Linked DNA regions of Mus musculus: region 2 is linked to region 1. A link is a contact called in public Hi-C data. All regions are on one chromosome and are shown on one strand. Each heading gives the region's core, a stretch centred on a gene start, on an enhancer-like site or on the middle of the called end of the contact. The rest is flanking DNA. Distances are from core to core; before and after follow the strand shown.

Evidence for each region. A called contact is a pair of places that touch in the nucleus more often than the background predicts.
Region 2: a contact with region 1 is called in a Hi-C map of cortical neurons, with 3 times the contacts expected there. The contact joins two enhancer-like sites. A contact is called at or near these places in 2 of 484 Hi-C or Micro-C datasets (both in cortical neurons) and 2 of 115 datasets of contacts at active chromatin or transcription factors (SST interneurons and forebrain).

What each region holds. Positions count from the first base shown.
Region 1 is chr5:27,065,102-27,072,074 of GRCm38.p6, reverse strand. The region is part of intron 1 of Dpp6 (dipeptidylpeptidase 6); the gene reads right to left. Among named protein-coding and RNA genes, the nearest start is that of Dpp6, 19 kb to the right of the region's middle. Within about 2 kb of position 3,559, at least 13 of the 459 cell types and tissues checked have an H3K27ac peak or open chromatin away from gene starts, as enhancers often do. A contact at or near this core is called in SST interneurons and cortical neurons, where this site is marked.
Region 2 is chr5:27,729,960-27,736,932 of GRCm38.p6, reverse strand. No RefSeq gene overlaps it. Among named protein-coding and RNA genes, the nearest start is that of Paxip1, 58 kb to the left of the region's middle. Within about 2 kb of position 4,297, at least 24 of the 459 cell types and tissues checked have an H3K27ac peak or open chromatin away from gene starts, as enhancers often do. A contact at or near this core is called in SST interneurons and cortical neurons, where this site is marked.

The DNA.
Region 1 (6,973 bases), core at 2,310-4,809:
TCTCTCTCTCTCTCTCTGTGTGTGTGTGTGTGTGTGTGTGTGTGTGTGTGTGTGTGTGTGTGTGTATGTGTGTGTGTGTGCTTCTCTGGGTTTCTTACTTCTTTCTAATGATGTTAGTATTCAGAAGATGGAGAGCAGGAGGGGAGGACAGAAGTCCACCTACAAGGACACACATGTCTTCTGCATGTCTGGCAGATGCTCTATTCTGTTGCTTGTGTTAGGAGGTAGGTAGGTTTCATTCAGCAAGATCTTCAGCTCATTCTCTCTAGATGATTCTACACTAGCCAGATATAACAGTCCATTCTCCATATGGAAGTCAGAATAATTCAGTGTGAGAAAACAAAAGCAAGAGAAGACCTTTGCACACTTCTCAAAGATCTTCATGAACTTCTCTCATGACTCATGAGAACCTTGACAAAGGTCATCTAAAGTGTGGCACTCCCTTAAGAGCCACAAAGATACACAGACTGTCCTGGGCTCCTATCTAAGTACCTTGCACTGGCACAATCTGTATTTGAAGCTCTGTGTCCATGTGGATTCTTTGAGCTTCTTCTATATAGCTGATGTCTGGACCTGTCCTCTTTCTCCTCCATCCTATGACTGCCTGGACCCTCAAGAAGCACAATGGCCACTTGGTCTCCCAGGAAGACATTCCTGACACCCATGAGATGGAATCAAGTGTCTCCTCTGCTGCCACACGATTCTTTGCACACAGGATCGGGAACTAGCTGAATAAGACAGTAAGCTTAACTTGAAATAAGGACTGTTTTACTTAAAAATACTGGACCCCATTACTAATAAAGAGATTCATCCAGGGATCTTACACCAAAGGGATGAGTCAGCATGTTTTCCTGTGATTTGGTGGAATATAAATTCCCATCTTCATCCTCCAAACCCATGATGTTCAGAGTGGGAGTCACTAGCTACATACAGTGATATGAGTTTAAAATGGATGAAATAATGGTTGAAGGTCAGTTCCTAATTGCATCAGCCACATTCCAAATGCTCATCATGTGGCCCCAGTGACCAAATCTGAAAACATGGAGTATAGAACATTTGTCATCAAATGCCTTGGTTCCAGTATAAACTGGAGAGGGCTCTGCCCTCAGGGGACATCCATGGAGGGGGATGATTGTAAGAAGTAAAAGGTGGTGATGGCTGACCTTAATTAATAGCCACAACTGCATCAAGGAAGGACTTAGGAGAAAGTGAGGATTCATGAAGAACACCCAAGTTACTAGGATGCTGAAGAACACCAAGTTGCTGGGGTGCAACGGGTGAATGGAATACCAAGAGAGGTCTGCAGAATAATAAAACACCAGCACAGACCGAGGTCTTTATTCTGGCATATCAGTAGAGTCCCTCAGCCACTGTCCGTCTTAGTGCAGTGTCTGTTCCCTCAGGCCCTTCAGAGGAGGTCTGGAGCTAAGGATCGAGAGGTTATACCATCAGCCTGGTCCTAATCTGGGCCATTTCTAATCATGCCTTAATGTTAATTCCCCAATAGATACTGGACTGGGGAGGGTAATTTGACCAACTATGACAGGACCTGCTGAAGGGTCTAACCTGTGCTCCTCCAACCAGTAGGAACAGTGAGAGTGGCAAGGGACACCACTTACTTTTCCTACCTGATTTCTTCCTTTTCCTCACAGAGGGATACTTTAGCAATGGGACTGTGGTTGTGTTTATGTCCAGTGAGTCCGGCATCACATCTCTCGTAGCTCCCCATCCCCCATCTCACTCCAGCTCTGCCTCATTGGTGAATACTCTAAATGGAAGACATGCTCCAATGGCTGCCACTCATGACAAGAATGGTGAGAGACCAATGGTAGGACTGTGATGCCTGTTGTGGGATCAAGGCAGGAGTTAAACACATCCTAGGATATAGACAGGAGGGATCCTGGGCCTTCTAGTACTGCTGACATTAAAAGCTCACTGGAAAAGAACTTTGGGGAGGAAGCTCAGGTAAAGATGTAACACAGTGAGCTCTGGAGAGCCATTGGGTTCTGATTGAGCTTCTGTCCCCAGCCAAACCCCTGTCTGTCCCCAGAGCATACAGCATGATGCTGTGACTGAACATGTCATATAATTGATGTAGCTTCCCAGAAACCATGAATAGAAGGCCGGGAATATGGTTTAGCTGGTACAAGTGCTTGTCTATGATGCAAGCCCTGGGTTTCTTCTTCTGCACTGAAAACCCTGGGTATTGTGGTACAGTCTGTAATCACAGCAAAGAGGAGACAGGAGTTCAAGATCATGCTTGGCTATATATCCAGTTTGACACATGTTTAGGCTACATGTGACCTCACCTCAAAATTGATAGAGAGGGGGGGGGCGGGAGAGAGAGAGATTATAAAATAGATGGCTTCATTTTATCTTTTATCAAGAGCATGGAAAATATATAAACCAGACTGAGGTGGTCACCTTTGCTCTCTGTCTGGGCTCACCTTACACCTCCAATGCTACCTCAGAGAAAAAAATGACCTTGACGTAGTCTTAAAAATGATTGACATTTTCTAGAATTGGAAAGATACAGAGAGGTCCTGGTAGCCATCATGCCACGGCAGGGGGATGGAAGAGTCTGGCATGTGAAGGGAAGGCACAGGGGTCAGGGAAGCTGCAAAGGGATTGGGTGACAGACATGCTGCTGTGTGGAGGCTGCAAGGCCCATTGAGTACAGAAATGGATCACTTTGTGAGTCAAGTTTGTGGTGACCAAGTGTCCCTGGGGGTGCACACTTAGCCACTTGACAGGGTGGACACAGAGCAGTGGAGGTGCTGCTGTTTGTAATGACTTGTGACATTTTACATTTTTTTACTACTAAACTTCCTGCTCATTGCTTGTCCCCAAACACGGATTTTTATCCACTGTCTGGCAAGGAACCAGAAGCCCCAAGAGATGTGGCTGCTGCTTTGTGAAAGGACACACTTAAAAATAGCTTCCTTCCCATTAAGCCAGACCCAGCAGGAAGCAGGGCATCTGGGTGGAGAGACTGAATAATGTAGAAATGTCACAGCCCATGGGTGCCCTGAGTGGAGGCCTGTGTGAGGCTCCTTCATCTTCTTTGGTTTTAGCCCTAGAGATACAGCATTGATGTTCTCATCTGCCACTCTGGACTGCCTGTTGTGTCAAGTAAGGCATGCCTTCCATGAGATGCAGAGATGGGCAGCATGGGCTTGAGGTCACGTGGAGGCCACTGAGACACAACACAGCCCTGCCCTCCATGAGCTCAGGCCCTGTAAGAGGACAAAGCAGAGGACATAGGTAGTATTCAGTGAGGTGAGATCAAGCCCTCTGTTTTCAAAGCATGATGCTCCTGAGAGTGTGTCAGAGTGGCAGGAAGCTTAGATTGAGGAATTAGTGGAGCTTTCAGGAAACGGGACAGTAAAGTGAAGTTGCAAGTCCTAAAGCTTCCAGCAAAAATGGCAGTGAGCTGCAGGGGAGAAGATGGAGCTCTGCTCAGCTAGGAAAACATTACACCACATTTACACCACATATCTGCTTCCTCGACGTACTGAGACACTCCCTGCTTGGCTGTCTCACTTAACACAATGTTCTGCCTGGTTCCTCGTGTTGCTGCCAACAACAGGATTTTTTTTTAATGAGTGAATAATACATTGCACATATCCATTTAGTCATCAGTAGATACCTAGACAAATTTCATATCTTGGCTGCTGAGGAAGCTTGTCTAACCAAGTCTCTCAGAACATGTCCTTATGTGGAAATCAGGCACTCACAACTGTGCTTATTATAAGAAGGGAAAAGAAAGTTGGAGAAGGTAGCCAGGAACAGGGAGGACATAAACTTGGAGAGATGCTGACACAAGGTCTGGGTTGTCAGGACTACTAGAAACTGGAGGAAACACAGAAGTATGCTCCCTACGGTTGAAAGACTCACAGAAAGGGCCTCCTTACAACCCGAAGACACACAGCAGGATCAACTCTCTCACAGTTGGAAAAGACAGAAAAGGACCCTCCCTACCATCAAGAGGGGAGAGACTCTTCTATACTTTTGTTTTTGAGTTTCCAGCATCCAGAACTCTGAGATAACAAATAGGAATTGTTCTCAGCCACCCAGTCTGTGGTGTTTGTTTTAGAAAGCATAAAATATGGGCAGAGAGAACAGGACTTCCAAAACAGGTGTAATAGAACAGGACAGAGATGTCTGTGGCAGCCGGAAGTGAATGAAGAGGGACACATAATATCTGTCCCAAAATTCTATCACCAATCTAAGCCAACACATATAAGTGTGAAATCTCTCTAAAAATACCTCTACTTAGTATTCCAGTATTCACTGTGAAATGCAAGTGAAACAAACCATTAACAGAACTTTAAAGAATTCAGTGTTTTCTAGACTTTTTGGTCATGAAATCCTCTTGCATGTGCAGATTGATCTAATTGTGCATACACATGTGTGGGGTGGGGTGCACATATGTGAGTGTATGACTGTTGAGGCCAGAGGTCAATAATCAGGTGTTCCTCAGGCACTATCCCTGTGCTTTTATTTGGCTTTATTAAGATGGTTTCTCATTGGCTTGGGCTCACTAATGAAAGCTGGCTGGCTGGCCAATTGCCTTTAGGTACTTGCCTCTATCCATTCCTTAGGTGCTGAAATTACAAGCATATTCTACCATGTCTATCCTTTAAACTCAGGCTCACATGCTCACAAGATGAGCTCTTTACCAATCAAGATACACACACACACACACACACACACACACACACACACACACACACACACACACACACACCAACCTGTGCACAGATTTTTAAAGGATAGCTAAGAAACTGTCCCAGCAGTTCCCCCTAAGCTCTGCACTAACTATGACCAATCTTGCTTGGAAGCAGCTGCAACGTTGATAGCTGATTATACACACACACACTACTGGTGCTCGTGAATTAGATTAAATGAAGCTCTTCATGATGGTATTTTTTAAAGTGAAATCTTATATTCTTCTCATCAACAGAGTTTATTTGAACTCTGTGCTCTGAGCACAGACCAGAGCGGGAGCCAGAAAGACCAGGAAGAATGCCAGCGAGCTGTGACTACTCTGAGCTATCAGATGTGCTCTGACTGTAATGGGGAGCTAGCAGAAAAATACAGGAAGTGTTCATATCTTGCTGTCTATTAAAGAGCTATTGAAAATACTGTCTCTTCCCTCTGGCCTGCTGCACTGAAATATGCACCTTGCCTCACTGTTAGGGAAGGCTTTCTCATCCTTTTCTAAAAGATGTTATCCACTTTGAGGTAGATACCCCTATTCCTAAATGCTTGGGAAACACTGCCTGAGACAGATAGGTAGGATGACCTTGGATGTCACCTCCATGATGAGTCTATCCAGAATACTGTTGAGATTCTCTGTCATACTGTTGTTTCTCTGTCATATTGACTACACCTTGGCTCCTGGGAGGTAACTTGTCCTCAGGTCATGAGGGGACCTCCAGAGCATTCACATAGCCCCTGGATTATTTAGGTAATAGCACCAATTGTCAGAGTTTTATAACCATGTACTGCATATTGAGTTGACAGTTCTTGCTTAAACATCCCTTTAAATCTCAGAAAGGAAACAAAGCAGTCCCATGAAGCTCCTGAAAATTACAAGACGCATAGGGCCCCCCTCAAGATTAGACAAGCAAAAGTCATTTTTGGGGAGAGAAAACTCTCCCAGACTAACCCAGGCATCTGCCAGACATTCAGGGAGACCAACGCATGCATGTTGTCATCCAGGCTGGTGTGGCTTTTGGTGGCTTGGCTGCCTTTGATTCTGTAAGTGACCCCTTACCTATACCTCTGTGTGTAAGCCCAAAAAACTTGCTGGCTCACTACGCCAAAGTTTTTACTAGGGCTTTTCCTAGTACTCCACTTAGGATAAACAGACAACTGCTTACATCTTCCTGGGAAAATCACACAACACTCTCTTGACTGACTCAATAGGGTTTCAATTTCAGACTGTTTCAAACTGTGAGTTAGTAGAAAATACTCAAAAGGTTTGACCAACACAAACTCAGGCTCATTTCCATTGTTCTACTTGTGTTGTGTTTGATCTTGCCTCCTTTGTCATGTTGCCTGATAAGTCAACTTGAGGTGAGCAAGCTCAGAGGCTGTGGAAGCTCCTGGGATAGAGAGTAGACATCTCACACGTGTCTATGCTGCCTGCACCCCTGTGCTTCACCCTTGTCCTGGGAAGACAGCTAGGCACCTTTTATACTAGGGAAGCCAGTCAGTCCAAATTGGACAGTCCTCCTCACCTCTGAGAAGGAGTGAAACTCACATGGGTACCAGAGACTATAGCAAGTGACTTCTCTCAGACCTGGAGGTTGGCTGCTGAGGCCATGGCCAGTGTGTCAGGCTCTGCAGTGGGCCCTGTACCAAGGTATAAACTGTGGCTGCTAAATGTATTCTACAAGGAAGATGGAGATCTAGGGCACTCCCTCTCTGTTATAAGGGCACTAGTCCCATTCATCAGGGCTCCACCAAATGTTGCATTTTACATTCCATAATTTGAAGCTTGGGCATCAGTATATGAACATAGATTGAGGAAAAAACCTTTATCACCATGCTCCCCATATCTCCTTGATGGTCAGCGAGGATAGCATGGGCCCGAAGCTGTGCTCAAGGAAACATGGACAGGAGGACACTACACAATCCAGCTATCTGATGACTAAGCGTCTCAATTATCTTATGTATTTAATTATATAACACACACTTTTCCTGCTAGCTAGCATCTGTGTTCTTGTCCTCCTGAGTTCTTCAGTTAAGGAAATAAAAGATGGAAAACTCCAGAGCAAAGAGAAAGTAAAGGCTATTGGCAAGAGTTCAGACTCTTCAGACAGAGGAGGGGCCCAGAGCCTGGAGAGTCCTGACTCTAAAGGGAGAGGAAGGATCATGTCAACACTGGGTTCATGTACTCTTCCCCTGTGTCTTCTGTCCTCCTCTTGCACATCCTGCCTTGAGAATTGTATTTCTCACTTCC
Region 2 (6,973 bases), core at 3,048-5,547, 660 kb before region 1:
ACCCAGGGCCTGAGATAGAGTTCATTTGAAATGGGAGCCTCCCTGATGAAGTGCCCAAATTGACAGAGTAGTGTTGATTTTCTCCTCTCAACTCCAGGGCCTGACAGTCATTGTCTTAACTTGGGTTACATAGGACTGGGAGTCTGCAGGTGTCCAGAAAGGAAACTCTTCAGACTGCCTCCGTTATCCTGGATCAGCTTGGAGAGTGTGATGCCAGGCAGTTATTGTCAGCATATTTAAAACAGTACAATTTGGGAAGAAGTTTCTGGGCAATGATTATCACTCCCATTCTGGGTACACAGTAGAGCTTAGGTGTGACTACATAGAAACTCCTTTAAAGAGTAAACATGAACATGAGGATGGGTTCTATAGCTAAAAGGCCTAGAATATAGTGTGGTCTCTGACAGCATAGAAATCAGTGAGCCACAAAGTACTTTTGGCATCTCCCCTAAGGATGGATTCTACTAAATGTGAGAAGATAAAGGTTTAGGGGGGAAGAGTCTAGGATAAACATTCTGGAAAAGGTCTGCATCCAAAGACAGCAAAAAGGTCACCAGGGTGTTAACAAAATCCACTCCCAGCCTTCCAGGCAGGAAACAAGCATTTTATCCCCTCTATTAAGGGAACACCCCTGCATGATTAACATTCCTAGTTCCCTTAGAGATCTGTGGGCAAAAAGACCTTTATGTTCCCAACAGGTAACAATCACTGTGATGAAATGCCAGGAGCAAAAGCAAGTTGGGAAAGAAAAGGGCTTATCTGGCTTACACTTCCACATCACAGCTCATCAGTGAAGGAGGTCAGGTCAGGAACTTAAACAGGGCAAGAACTGGAGGCAGGAGCTGATGCATAGTCCATGGAGAGGTGCTGCTTATTGACAAGGTCTCCATAGCTTGCTCAGCCTGCTTTCTCATAGAACCATGATCATCAGCCTAGGTCAGCCCCTCCCACAATGGGCTGGACCTGCCTCTATAAATTTCTTTTTTTTTTAAATATTTATTTTATTTATATGAATACACTGTCGCTGTCTTCAGACACACCAGAAGAGGGCATCAGATCCCATTACAGATGGTTGTGAGCCACCATGTGGATGCTGGGAATTGAACTCAGGACCTTGGGAAGAGCAGTCAGTGCTCTTAACTGCTGAGTCATCTCTCCAGACCCTTCGTAAATTTCTAATTAAGAAAATGCTCTACAGGCTCACACACAGCCTAATCTTATGGAGCCATTTTTCTCAGTTGAGGTTTTCTCCTCTTGAATGACTCTAGCCTGTGTTAAATGGCATAAAGTTAACCAGCACAATTACTGAGCCCCCATGCATGCCGAGGCTTCAGGCCTTGAGTACTCTATACCAAAAGGGGGAGAAAGGAAGAGAAAGAGCAGTATGGGGGTGCTGGGGCTGGTTGTTGGCTTTTGACACCTCAAAACCCATTCCCAAGTGACATACTTCCTCCCAAACAGTTCATCAACTGGGGACTAAGCATGCAAATATATGTGCCTATAGGTGTCATCTTCATCCAAGCCACCACAACTAACATGTAGGGTGTGGGAACTGAACTCAAATCCTTTGTTAAGAGCTTTGAGTGCTCATAACAGCTAAGCCCTCACTCCAGCCCAGCCACTCACTTCTTATTACCATCTGCCAAAGAGGAACTTGGCTTTGATATTTGATAAAGATCTCATCTTTCCATGAAACTTCAGCAAGATTATGTAGCTCTGCCCAACTGCTGAACCCAGCATCAGGCTCTCCAGATTATCATGAATATCCACCCTATCCCAGGACAACCTTTGGCTCTGCATGGAGGACTGGGTATCTAGAGCCTTGGAATGGCCCGAGGAAGGAGGGAGAACAATAGGCTGGACAACTGGGAAATGTGTTTTCCAGGTTGTTTCCTTCCCAGGTGGTCTAGAATATGGTGCATGGCTTGTGGAGGGAGATAGGCAGGATTGGGTAAATGGCTTCTTGGGTACTTGTGGCCTAGTGGTTCCAGACATCAAGAAAATGCAGTGGGGCCCTGCTGCCATGGACTGGACTCAGTCTGTCTCTCAACCCAAGGGGAACCAGGGCTTTGGTGTTCAGGTGAGCAAGGAGTCGGTGGAAAGTGACAAACAGACACTGACATAGAGAGAGTGCTGTATCTGAATGTAATTTCTCAAAGAGAGCATCAGACTTATATTACAGAAGAAAACAAAGAAGTTAGGTGACACATCAGCCAAGGTACATTGAAGTTATCTGACACAAAACAAAAATGCATGCATAAAGATCAGCAGGAACTAGGCAGTGGTTAAAACTGAGATAAAAGGCAGCCCTTTCTAAAGTCAGCCATTAGGGAGCCAGGTGAAGATTTCATACCCTAGTCACAATTTATGCTATTCCTCTGAGCCTTGTGAAAGCTTGAACCAGGGGATTCTGCTCTTGCTGGCCTTTTCATGAATAATGCAATATTCCTCCTTAAACCACAACCCTCCTTCTTCCCAGGCCATTGTAAATTCCTGCATATGGAAGTGACTCGGCTATAATTCTAAGTTTGCTTTGTAGAACTTGTCCTGAGATTTCTAGCTCTTACCCAGTAAACTGCAGTGTCTGATTTCTTTCACTGTCTATCAACACTGGAGGCATTTCGTCTGAATGAGTAGCATTACCTATAATACAATACCGACTATTGCAAGGACAAATCTGGAGCATTCATGCTATGGGATACCAAGGCTCCAGGAGACTAAGTTTCCATGAAACTTTTTGCCTCAGGACTGCATCCAAGCTTTTGGGCCTGTCACGCAGACTTCACTGGAGTGGGTGTGGCACCCTGCTGTACAGGAGAGCTGGGGATTTGGCTTAGGGCTTGGTCCAGGCGACTCCCAGGAATGGTACAGGGGCCCAGTGCAGGTAGGAAGTGACCCTCTGACCTTAGGTACCTTAGGCACTTTCCTCATTTTGGAATAATGGGAATTGTCTCTAGATGCTTCTCCTGACCCCACTTTGCTGTCAGTCCCTCTGCTTTTCAAGTCTCCAATTTTACCCTGGGTAACATCAAGATGGATACCATGATCAGATGTCATCATAAAGATAAGACAGAGAGATGCTCAAGCATGTGGCTGATACCCAGGGGTGGGGAGGCCAGATTCACCACCCACTGATACTTCACTTAAAGCCCCTACTGTGACACTGGGCTTTCCACCTAAGAGAGGTTCCTGTAGAGCAGCCTTCCCAGAGGGTGTGGACAGAAGGCCTAAGAGAGTGAAGCAGTGATACAAAGCAGACCCAACCCTCCAGACCCTTCTGTCAGGCTGTCCTGTCATCAACACCCACCTGTGTGGGTGGCTTTGCTTGTTTATGTAGTATGTATACATATGGGGAGTCCAGGAGATCGAAGTCATGTCATCAGGCTTGACAGACAGCAGGTGCCTTTATCTGCTGAGACATCTCACTGGTCTCATATTAGGGTTTTTCTGGAAGGCACTTTGTACCAATGAGCAAACTCCCAGGGCAGGTGCTGGCATGGTCTATGTCATCCCGTGGCGGGATAAGGTGTGGGTTCATAGACTATTAGCTTTCTTGGGTGGAGATTGTTCTGCTGATTGCCTGTGCACTCCGCTGATAGCATACCCCTGCTCTCAAAGCCCAGGGGTGTTTTATAGACAGAACACGTGAAGGGAATTTCATTGATAAACAGACTTCTGGTGGCTCTGCCTACTGTGAGAGCTGGCTAAGGTCCTGCCGACTGTCCTGTGTGACACTAGTGGTCCTCAGCGGCTTACTGTGTGTCCACAAGTATGGCTCCATCTCCTCTGGTTGTTTCCTGGTTCAGGATGGATTAGATGGGGTCTCTACTCAAACAAAATGATAAGTAACCATGGGGTGTTAGTATTTTCTCTAGGCTCCACCCAACAGTTACCTAGCAACAGCCACGTACTAGCTTGGCTCACATATAAGAAGTCTCTCTCTCTCTCTCTCTCTCTCTCTCTCTCTCTCTCTCTCTCTCTCTCTCCTTCTCTTCTCTGTCTCCCTCCTTTCTCTGCCTCTACCCCCTTCACCAGGTCCCTTTACTGCAAATATACTCTTTTATAATAAGCCTGTCTTATGGCTGGTTCTCAGTGGCCCTCCCAGGTGTTCCCTTCTGCCTCACCGCCATTTTATAAAACATAACATGAGGCTCCCCCACCCCATGCAGTTAGGGAGTTAGTGACATCTGATGTGTTATTTATAGGGTCTGAGACACAAGTGGAACAGAGCAGCTAGCTTGCTGCGGTCACTTCTTTCTCTGAGACAGTCATGTGTGACACAGTTTCTGGGAAACACGAAGAATTCAGTCTGGCTGGAGAAATACCAGTTAGCAAGCATGACACATCACAGCGAGCTGAGCTATAGCTTGTCAGGGCAGGCGACCTTGGGAATTCATGTCTTGACTTTACACTGAAGACATAGAGGGGGCCTGGCTGCCATTTCTCTGGCTCTGTAGCTGCTAGCAGCTGTCAGATCAGTACCAGAGCTGTGAGATTCTATTATCTGATATGAAGCCAGCCCTGCCTGCCATTAAGGCACATTTAGCCATAGAAAACTGAATGTCAAGGCCTTTGCTGGTTTGTGTGACTCTGGCTGACACAGAAGAAATTGAAGGGCAAGCCAGAGCCACAGGGAGCAGAAAGGCCTGCAGGTAGCCATAGAACTTCCTCCACTGTCTACCCAGAAGGCCCAGTCATAGAGGGTTTGCATAGGTGAGACCTCTGGTGTCTTGTGACGAGGTCAAGGGAATCCCTGGGTCCCACGAAGCAGCTCAGGTCTGGCCTCCTGCACTGGGGAGGAGGTGAGTGTCAATGATGGAGTAAACACTTGTCAGTTCAGAACAATGTCTATTTGTGATCTAGTTTCAGAGTGTCAGAGATCCACTCGGTTCCTGTGTGTCTCCAGCTCAGAGTCTCTGTGATGGCATCAAGCTGGTTATGGCAACTGCAGCCCTCACACAGCACCATGGAGCTGGGGAGCACCTGCTCAAGTTCATTCCTCATCTAGCTGCCTCCTAGCCACCTGGAAATCAGGCTAGGACCATGGGCATGTTCTCACAAGACCAGTTACCCAGATTAAGTGGGAAGAGCCAGACCAAGGGGGAGAGAGGGGAGGGGAGGGCAGGGGAGGGGAGGGTGTCCACAGGAACTGTAGAGCTCTTGCCTTCTCTGAACACTCTCTTCCATCATGGCTGGCCTCATGATTACACTCCAGTGTGGTAAGGGCCCTCACAATATGTGAGGATCCCAGAAAAATTCTTGGGAGCTGACAATAGGGATCCTGTCCAATGCCTTGGCACAGTGACTGAGCCAGTAAGGTAGAGATGTGCATGATTTCAGACTCCCTGGGGGCAGCAAGGAGAGAAGTAGGGCAGGAGACAGCACAGTTGTGCTGAGATGGGCAGAGCTGCTCTTCAGCAGCAATGCCAGGCCTTGATACCTCCTGTACCCCAGTGTATTCCTCATTACCCTGACAACACTGGGGCTCTTAGGCAGGGGGCTCCTGTGCAGTCGCCCACTTCCTGGGTCATTTCACTGCCTACTTGGTCTCAGCCTTGACTTAAATGTTACCTTCTCCAGGGCTCCCCCGACAGCACCCCACCCAGCCGTCCTCATGCTTTTAGAAGTCATGGTTTGTAGAAGTCTGCCTGTTTTGCTCTAAGTCTGCTCCTTGACCTTTCTGGGCTCACAGCATCAGGCTCTGGGTACCTATTGTGGGAACAACACCCTGCACAATTGCCTGTGGTACTGGTATGAATAGCTGTATTTCAGGGAGTTGGGATCCCATGGGTCTTGCCCCTGGGTCTCAGCCCCCCCTCCCCCATGGGTGCTTCAGGAGATCACCACAGGATGTTTGATGACAGGTAACACTCAGATGACTCAGAATTCAACTCATAGCCACGGCCCACAGCCATAGCCCAGTTTTGAGTATTAAAATTTCTGCTTCCCAGCTGGAGACAACCCCAGTTCCTCTAAATAACTTATCTAAGCCTCATCGCCCAGAAGGTGGCCAGAATCCCATTACAGTGTCTGTGTTTAAATGTCTTCTTCCTGTTGAATCTGAACACGGGGACTGTCAGTCTCCTTGGGTGTCCTTTTTCTGGCTCCCATTCCATGGCAGCACTCCAAACCCAAGGCCTCCACATTTGCCACAGCAGTAAACAAGAAACACTTGACCCGTAGTGCCCGAAAGTGAGGTGCCCTCAAGGCCACAGTGCCTGACTGTAGTCCTGGCTCCTTGAGGACCTGTCAGGACACAAACAAACTCTATGTCTCTGCACATCAGCAGCTCCAGGCTAACAGAGGTTTTCTGTGCAGCCCCTGCTGTTTTTCTGTTTCTTTAACTTTACAACAACTCTCAATCCAGCTGCCACCAGTGTGCTCTGTTTCTCTCCTCTCCTCCCCTCCTCTTCCTCTTCTCCCTTTCCTCCTTCCTCCCCTTCCTCCCTCTCTTCCTTCCTCCCCTCTTCCTTTCCTCCCTCCCTTCCTCCCTTCCTCCTCTCTTCCCTCTAGTCCTTTCTTTTCACTTCTTTCTTTAAATTTATTTGTATCTGTGTAGGTGTCTTGCCTGCATGTATGTACGTGAAACATATACACACCTGGTGCCCACACAGGCCAGAAGAGGGTGTTAGATCCTGAACTGCAGTTCAGATGTTTGTGAGCTACCATGTGGGTGCTGGGAATCAAACCCTGGTCTTGCTGTAGAACAGCTAGTGGTCTTAACCATCTCTCCAGCCCCTCTTTATCCTCCTCATTCTCCCCACCCTCCTCCCCATCCTTTCTCCATTTTTTCTTTTCTTGTTTTCCCTGTGTCCTTGAACTTGTTATGTAGTTAAGAAGTACCTTGAACTCCATTCTCTCTCTTTCAAGTGCTGAGAGCCACCATTCTCAGCCCCCAGCTTATATGGGTTTTACTTGATGTATTCAGAACTCTTCCCACATCAATTTTGGGGATCAATGAGTATTTCAAATA